2 separate regions of the Mus musculus genome follow, and region 1 is linked to region 2. The links are chromatin contacts, called in public Micro-C maps. All regions are on one chromosome and are shown on one strand. Each heading gives the region's core, a stretch centred on a gene start, on an enhancer-like site or on the middle of the called end of the contact. The rest is flanking DNA. Distances are from core to core; before and after follow the strand shown. Region 1 holds the start of Kirrel3 (kirre like nephrin family adhesion molecule 3). Region 2 has its middle 40 kb from the start of Kirrel3.

Evidence for each region. A called contact is a pair of places that touch in the nucleus more often than the background predicts.
Region 1: a Micro-C map of muscle stem cells shows a contact between it and region 2, with 4 times the contacts expected there. The contact joins the promoter of Kirrel3 here to the enhancer-like site in region 2. A contact is called at or near these places in 6 of 484 Hi-C or Micro-C datasets (the HL-1 cell line, cerebral cortex, frontal cortex and 2 more), 3 of 115 datasets of contacts at active chromatin or transcription factors (astrocytes and embryonic stem cells) and 2 of 9 other capture datasets (adipose tissue and liver).

The regions. Positions count from the first base shown.
Region 1 is chr9:34,486,155-34,490,681 of GRCm38.p6, forward strand. Kirrel3 (kirre like nephrin family adhesion molecule 3) reads left to right here and starts at 2,577. Exons shown (of 17, transcript NM_001190911.1): 1 at 2,577-3,004. The coding sequence starts at 2,950.
Region 2 is chr9:34,446,666-34,450,813 of GRCm38.p6, forward strand. No RefSeq gene overlaps it. Among named protein-coding and RNA genes, the nearest start is that of Kirrel3, 40 kb to the right of the region's middle. Within about 2 kb of position 1,321, at least 36 of the 459 cell types and tissues checked have an H3K27ac peak or open chromatin away from gene starts, as enhancers often do. A contact at or near this core is called in muscle stem cells and olfactory sensory neurons, where this site is marked.

The sequences.
Region 1 (4,527 bases), core at 1,327-3,826, 41 kb after region 2:
GCCGGGAGGTTAACCGAGCCCCCGGAGGAGGTGAGGCCGCCAGCCTGCGCGGGCGGAGATGGCGGGGCCTCCGTCGGGGCCGGCGCCGGCGCCAGAGCCCGGCAGCCTGTGGGTCCTGCAGGTATCGCTCGCCTTCTCTCTGCCCCACGTGGTAGCCGCGGAAGATTGCCGTTGGTTTTCCGGCACTCAGGATTTAAACGCCTCCTGGTCCTTTTAGAAGCAGTCCTCTCATTACTTAATCCAAGCCTTTTCTCTTTCTGCGGGAGACCGGAGGCTGAGGGAGGGAGTGAATGGGGTCCGGGGTTGGGGGAAACACACCCTGCTGGCTAGAAAAGGGGAGGGTCCGCAACCAGCGTAGGGGGTCACTAGGCGGATCCTGGAGACAAGATCCAAAGCAAAACGTGGTCCTCCCAACCTTGGACTCCCACTCCTCTCTTCCAAGAGTGAGCTTGCCTTGCCGGTATGGTGTGCATACACTGCTATGTGTTTCTGATGACCAGCCGTGTATTGCACACTTCACTGGCCTCACGACCCTGTTTTTTAAAATATTTCCCCCAGAGGGGCTGAATTAAACCTGGGCCGCGGGCCATTTAGAAGCTTGCAATGAAAATTAACCAACAGCTGAGAGGATAAATCTTTAGTTAAAATATCAAATGCTGCCTGGGCAGGTACATTCCTTCTACATCTTAGCAGGTTCGGTTTGGCCTTTGAAGTGGGACTCAGACCTTTCATCTCCCTTAGTCCTGAATATTTAGTGAAAAACTGCTGCTGATGTTCAACACTATATATGCCAGATCCTCACCCTTCATATATCGCATATGCTACTTGGGATTAATACCCATCTTTTGCGTGTTTCTGATTTACCTCTTGTGCTTTATTGCATTATCTCTTCTATGCCAAGCTAATGGAGCAAGGCTATGCTAATGTTGCTTCTGTGCCTTGCAAATTTGGCTGATGGGGCTGCCTCTGCTATTCAACATCTTCACACACACACACACACACACACACACACACACACACACACACATGCTTATAGATTTCCCTTTGATATGTTTAACAGCCTCTAAGAGATGTAGTTAAACAAACTGTTATGATAAGAATGGAAAAGTCAAGAAAGCATACACCTACTAATTTATAGATCTTGAATGTCACTGCCAGGTGTCAGCTCCTACCAGTACACACTTATGCATACGTCCCTGCTTCTTTGTTGTTCATAAATTCTAAGAAACATTTTTTAACATCCATGTGGAAACTCAGAGTTGGAATGTGCCTTGCAGTCAGCAAAGCCCCATATCTGTAATACTGATGGAAGGGTAAGAGATCCCTAAAAGGACTCCCTAAGGTCCAAAGACTGCAGAAAGTAATGATTGATTTTGTAATTGAATGTTGAATGACGCACATTGAGAAAGCATCTTTCATTTTCCCCATCTCTCCCTTTAGTCCCTCTTCACCCACTCTCTATAACACTGCATATTTTTATGTGTTGCTTTGTAAGATACTTAGAGTTTGTGTCTTGTATGCACTCAACTTCCACTTTGGATCACAAGCTCCTGGAGGCATGGTCAATTTTACTTTCCCCCATGGCATGCCTAAATGTGTATCAAGTAAATAGACCTAGAAAAATTCATGTTGCTATCATGGAGGACATGGAGTTTGATTTGAGTGTGGATTTCATGACAGGTAAAAGACTTGCAGGTTTTTAAGAAATTGTTGCCTATGACCTTGGCCTCTCCTTGGCAATCAAACTCACAGCACCTTTTGGAGAAGAGGCATCCTTATAGTGATGGAGTGCTCATTAGAGGAGAGAGGCTCAAATGCAAAGACAGACTGCTGCCTGTCCTTGTTAGGGGAGACACAGACTGGGATAATAGTAATAAATAGGTATGTGTCACAAACCTGCCTGCGTTCGCTCTTAACTCCTGCATTTTGTTTTCTAGGAGCAGTGCAAGCAAACTAAGATCCAAACACCCAGGGCTTATCAATTCCAACCCCCTCCTCCACTCCTCTACCCCCCCCCACACACACACATACACACAAACCACCACCATCACCCCAGTCACCACATCACACACGCACACAACACACACACACACACACACACACACACACACACACACACACCAAGAAAGTCCCCCAAATGCAAAGCCTGCCCTGCTTGTGCTTATCTCAACTCCCTAGCCTTGGCTACACACACTGGCTAAGTCCCTGCTGGGGAAAGATGCACCCCTGACTACCTTTTAGCCCAGTTGCCAGTCCCTAGTGCAACAGCAAGGCAGGCACATTTTGATGCATGTGCACGAGTCTAATCATCGGTAACTTCACTCCCGTTTAACAACATTACATCGTGTGAACAGAAAGTCACAGCTCCGCTCGGTGCTCACTATACGTTCTGGTCAATAATGGTAACAAAAGCAGAGTATCCCCCTGTTTAGGGAAAAGAAGAAAAGCACAGCCTTTCTGCAACCCTCCCGTTTTGCAAAGCGTTCCCCTTTCCAAGTGTTTCCTCTTTAATTATGACCTGTTTCCCCTCCCTCTTCCCCCCGCCCCAGCTTCTGTGAAAGGAGCCCTTCTGTCACTCGTCACTCGCTTGCTCGCTCGCCCGCTCGCTAGCTCGTTCGCTCGCTGTGGGAGGAGCCCGCCAGAGGAAGCCGTGTGCCTGGGATGCCAAGAACCAGAGAATGGATCTGCTCCGAGTGGGCACATTGCTAAGGATCCCGGCTTCCCGAGGCGACTGAAAACAAGCATTTGGTTTCGGCTGCCTGCAGATACCCGGAGACACAACGAGACCTAAGCGGACCAGAGGAGGGACAGACCGACTGACAGATAGATGGTCGGCGCGAACCCTGGAGGACCGGCGGCGGAGGCTGAGCACCGCGAGCCCAGCCGCCGCGCTTGAAGAGAAACTAACTGCACACCCAAGTTGCCCGCCGGCTGCCCGCGCGCTGAGGAATGAGACCTTTCCAGCTGGATTTGCTCTTCCTCTGCTTCTTCCTCTTCAGTCAAGGTAGGAACCCGGCGCGCCGGAGTTGGAGCAAAGTCGGCGGCGGCGGCGGCGGCGGCAGCGGAGGGCGCGGGTGGCTGAGGGCTGAGGGCTGAGAGCTGGGAGGTGGACAGGCTCGGGAACTCGTACTAGCTGAGGGTCTTGGTGCCGGCCCATTGGCAGTTAAGTAGCATTGCTTCTTTGCATTTGCAAATGCTACAAAATGGAACTGTGGGTTTCCCTTCGGAAGGAAGGGGCTGGGAGAACAGGGGAGGCTGCACTTTCTCGTCTTTCTTGTCCACGTCCAACTCCAACTCTCCGATGCATGTAAGTTCTTTATGCACCCGGTATATTAATTAGGTAACATCCGTGTGGCTAGGCCATTCGGAACTTCTGGGTGCCTGCTCGCCTTTCTAGCCAGGTTGGAAAAGGGGAGCCTGGCGTAGGTGGAGATTTCAGTTTCAGTAAGGTCTAACTTGCCCGGGTGTGTTTAAAGCAAATGTGCGAGGTCTGCACAGTTGCAGAAAGGGATGCGATTAGGGAAGGTTCTGAGGCGGGTATTTACAGTGGCTGGGGAAAAGAACGCTTGTAAAGAGTTACATTGAATGTCACCCATTTCCCTGAGCAAGGCTGAATTCTGAATCCTACCAAGCACTGGATTAGGTGTATGAAATGGAATTTCGCCCCTGGTGCCGATTGCTTCCTTTCTGCAATCCTAGCAGGTGGACTCTCCAGAAAGAACTTTGCTACCTCTGGGATCCTTGCCACTGAGAGTCATGGGGTGGGTCATGGTGGAGGGAGGACTAAGCACGCGCCTACTTAGCTAAAGGCATCAACAGTCACCTGTGGAATTAAGACTGAAAGAGCCAAGTCAACCCATTCCGTCCCACTCTTTTGGAATGGCAGTGCCACCTCTGCCATCTGAGGCAGCATGTGTGCCTGCCAGCACAGCTCTTGGAGGGACAGGACTTTCAGAAAAAAAAAAAAAATCCACAACAGAGAACATCCATCTGTTGATTAAATGAAGGGTAAAAGTTTTTAAGAAAGCAGAACATCGCCATGGGTGGCTGCCTGTGCAAACAGTGTGTACCCCTTGCTTCTCTTGTCAGGAGAAGCCAAATATAAGTAAAACCAGGCTTCCTTCTCCCTTTCCCCGGTCCTTGTTGTCACTGTAGATTTCCCACTTATCCATGCAGGTCAAACTTTGCAGTTATCACTCCTGATTAAACTCGAGGGACCCCTCCCCTTAGAAGTATGTATAAAGCATGTTTATGCAGATTTATAATGAGCTCACACTTATACATTCATATGGGTTGTGGGCATCTCCCCAGGAACCCCTACAGCAACATGAGGACAAACAGCCTTTGCACACACACACATACACACACATATAGTGACTCTCATTCTCCGTTGCCTCTTAACTAATTCACTTGGAAAGTTTCCTGTAGAATGTGTAAGAGAAGAAGGGGCCCTTACAACACACACACACACACACATACAGATTTGCATAGATTTTTTTTGTGTGAGCCTTTTGTATTTTTAGAAGC
Region 2 (4,148 bases), core at 71-2,570:
AGTTAAGTGCAGCACAGGCTATGCAGGCAGAGATGGAGCAGGGCTTCAACATGCACAGGCTCCACTTTGTCCGAGACAAGAGCAGGAGGTGGTGGGGGCTGAGGCAAGTCCACTCGGTGGTTCTTTTTCTAAGTACTAGCAGGTTTGGAGTTTCCATCCAGTCAACACAGCACTGATTGAATCAGCTCCAACTCTGTGCTCTCCTATCCAGGCACACTCCCTCCCCGACACAAAAGCCTGGTGCCTATGAAAAGCCCCCATAGTGGGTTTATAATTATCATCAAACTGCAAACCCATTTCTCAAGGATCCTTCCCCATTGCTAGAGAGCTGGATTAATCAGCACAGCTCACAGTGGTTTTGCATCTCTTAATTTACTACCAAACACTCCTTCTCTCCTGAGAGGAGATGTTTTGTTACGTGTAATTAGACCATGTACGCAATCCTATGTGGGCCTTGTTATTTTTGCACAGGAGGATTACGGAGCTGTCTCCAGGTGGGGAACAGTGACATGCTGAAGGAACAAAGGTATGCTGTGTGTTCATTTGCAAATCTCCACCACCCTGGCGCAAGCTCAGTTGGAGGAGATATTAGGGCTGGAGGCACACACGTGGGCTCAGCTCCTGCGCCTAATTGTCTGGGGCCTGGAGGTTCAGAAGATAATGGCTGAAACATATGCTCTCTACGGCTTCTAAGGTTTTGCGTCTCCCGAGAGCAAGGCCGGCAGCAGCTACCGCAGAGTGGAATGGCTTGACAGTAACTTCACTGCCTATCCTTCCTAGAACACAGTCTCTATGTGGTACTGGCTCTCAATTCAAAGAAGCCTGGGGTGGGTGGATTTTGGAAAATGAACATCCTGGAGGGCCTTGAGCCCTAGTCCTGGGGTTTTCCTTGTGAGTGTCTGAACCCTATCGTCACAGCCAGCATCATCAGAGATGAAGCTCTTGAAATGCTTGACTGCACCAGAAGTAAAAGGAAAATATAGTCCTCAAGCGCCTTCTCTCCTGTTTCAAATGCTCTTCACCAGCAGCCTCAGAATGTCTCTCACAACTCAGGCTCCTCTAGAAAAAAAACTGTTTAACCTTAGAATCGGTTGATGAAATGGGCACAACTCTTACATTTTTTCTCCTACTCTGCCTTGACATTCCCAAAGAATGTATCTCTGAGAACTCCCAGAGTAGCATTGGTTTCATGGAGGCCCAAAGCAGGCTGATTAGTCAGGAGGAGAGAGAGACTTGACACCAACCACCAGGCCACAGTGAGGAGGGACTAGGAGTAGACTGTGTTCTGAGTCAGAGATTCCAGGCTTCTGCTTATCACCTCCTGTTGTGTGACCTTGGGCAAGTCGCCCACCTCTTTGAGCATCTATACTCTCATCCATCCAAGGATGATAATAGTGATCCTGTATCTGACCTCCCCTCCTGGGGACTTGGTGAGGAGCAAATGGAAAAATGGAAGTGAAAGGGCTGTTGTAAACTGTATTCCAATGTACAAAGGACAGTCCTTGTGATTAATAGTAATGGCTCTTCCTACTGATAATAGCTTCAACCTGGGAGCTGGGTGGGGTTGCTTTTCTCTGATGCCACAACCCTTTGTGAAGAAACAGTGCTGAGAAGCTGCCAGCCCGTGCCCTGTCACTCACCAGGGACATCTCAGGAGACGGCAGTTGAAGGTGCTAGAGGAGAGGTGCCACGACATGCTGTCCCTCAGGTTTGACACAGCGTAATTGTTTTGACATATGATGGAATTTGTCCTCTCACGGGTCAGGAAAAAAAAGCCCCAATACTGATGCTTTTCATCTAATTTCAATTACAGTCATTAAAACCCTTACTCCTGAGTCAAACCTTTCCAAAAAGCCATCAACGACAGCCCATTACAGATGAGTTATTTATAGTGGCGCATGTTAATTCTCCAGTACCACAGACCAATGATTCATGGCTTGGCATTAGGGAGCGACATCATTCATGGGCTGAGTGATCTCTGACATAACAAGCATCACTCTGTATCTCTGAGAGGACAATTCAAGGCCTCAGAGGCCAGATCCCAGCTACAGCTGCAATGGAGCAGCTGGGCCTGATCCATCCCAGCCAAGAAGCGCTGCCCTGACTGGAGAAGAAGGTGCTACTTGCTTTGGGCTTGGCTAGAGACATGCAGAGCATATCTGAGACAGTGTTTGGCATTGGCCTGAGATTCAACTCCTCTTCTCATATTTATAGCTATGAGTGTGGGCAGTCAGTTGACCTCATAGTACTTGCCTCTCCTGCTCGATAACTATGAGGGGATGTCTGATATTCACCTGGACTTGATGGAAAAAAGCCTCTGGAGCCATAGAGAGCCCAGCATCCTTTTATCCAAACTGCTTCAACCTCAAGTTCATAAGTGCCACTTTGACCGATCAATATTGGGCTTCTTGATTCTTGGTCTATTTGTAGCTGAAATTCTCCCCCTTGATTAAAAATTCACCAGGAGGCAGCCTGATGTGACATTTATGAGTTCCTGGAAGTCCATAAATGTTGAATGTTAGAAATTAGCACCAAGTTGTTTAGATGATAAAAAAGCAATAAGCAAGCAAGCAAGAGGGCTAATATTCAACACTCCGGTGTTTTTATTGCCTATCTATGTGACCTGATGGCAAAGTGGAAGTAAAACATTATGCCAAGCCTTCTACTGAACTTCACCATCATACCAATCCTGACTTCCTCCCTTAATTAGGCCCAATGAAACTGTCTGGCCGTCCTACTTCCTTCCAACTCTGCAGCACTTTGTCAGTTGGCAGCTGACTCCAGGTCCTCCCTCTATTTTAATCCTGACCATGATAGCACAGAGCAATAGCTCTGCCAGAGCAGGAGCCATAGGTCATTGGTACAAAGAAATGTATGACCTTGTAATTTTGCAGTTCGAAATGATTGGTTCACATTAGACACGTGACTATTTGTTTTTAAAATAGTCCCCACCCACATTCTAGTCCTTTTCTGAGCATCCCACCCATTATTATAGCGTTTTTCTTGGACAGGTTTACAGTGATCTCCCTATAGACCAAATAGACCACTAACCATGGTTCTAGGAGCTTTACACACTTGTAGGTTTTGTATAGTCTGAGCCAAGGCCAGTGAAGAGACAGAGAAATTTAAATGACTAAATTTCCAATCAGCCAGCCTGATGGCTGTTGTCTCTTGTCTGCTAATGTCCACACAGAGGGTGGTTTGTATAAGGAATGTCAATGCTGCTGAGTTGCTGATGGATTTTACAGAACACGATAAAACATTCTTTTTGATGCTTATATGGGAAAACCAAGAACTCTGTTATTCTAGTTTGCCCAGGTGAAAGGAAGTGCAAGAGGCGAAGAGAACCAAAGCCAAGCTCTGGGCATTAACTCAAAGCTCTGCTGTCTGCTATTTGTGACCTCTTTCTGTACCGAAGTCATCTTCTGTGAAAGGGCATTAATGAGAATGCCTTCTTCACAAGAATGTGATGACAGTAGTAAATGAGCCACTCTTTGAGGGCATCACTAGCGCCCAGTAAATATGTATGAGGATTTATTAGGTAGAGGATTTTTCCTCTACTTTAAGAGCATCCATGAATCCATCCTGTCCACCAAACATATGGAAGATGCTATGGAAGTAAAGAAAACTAGCAAAACATCCTTTAAGCACAGTTTCCAGGAGGAGTTAGAATTCAGATAATGGAGAAAGTAAGGCTGGTACCTGCTGCAGGCAGGCCTCATGGGAACAAATGTACAGGAGATACAGAAAAGGGCAGGACTGAGAAAGTCACACAGGGAAGCATGGTAGAGGATGCATGACTGGGGTTCAGCAGGAGGCGGTGGTAAATGTACCCTGAGGTAGCCTACAGCCAAGCTGTTCCCTCCTGCTCACCAATCCCACCAAGTCCCCTCTACTCACGCTGTCACCCTACTCCTCCTTTACCTGCCTTTCTTCCTCTTTCTTAGCCCTTCCTCTGCTTGCAAATTGCAGAATCACCCTTTCCCTTCAATTGATTTTTTTTTCTTGTTTTGCCTTTCTTGGCTTCTTCAAAGCAACTTAAGTGTTTCAGAAATAAATCAAAATAAATAAATAAATGTGGAAGGATACAATAGGGAAAGCAGAGTCTTCCCCCCTACAGACTGTGTGATGGTTATAAAGCATGGCCA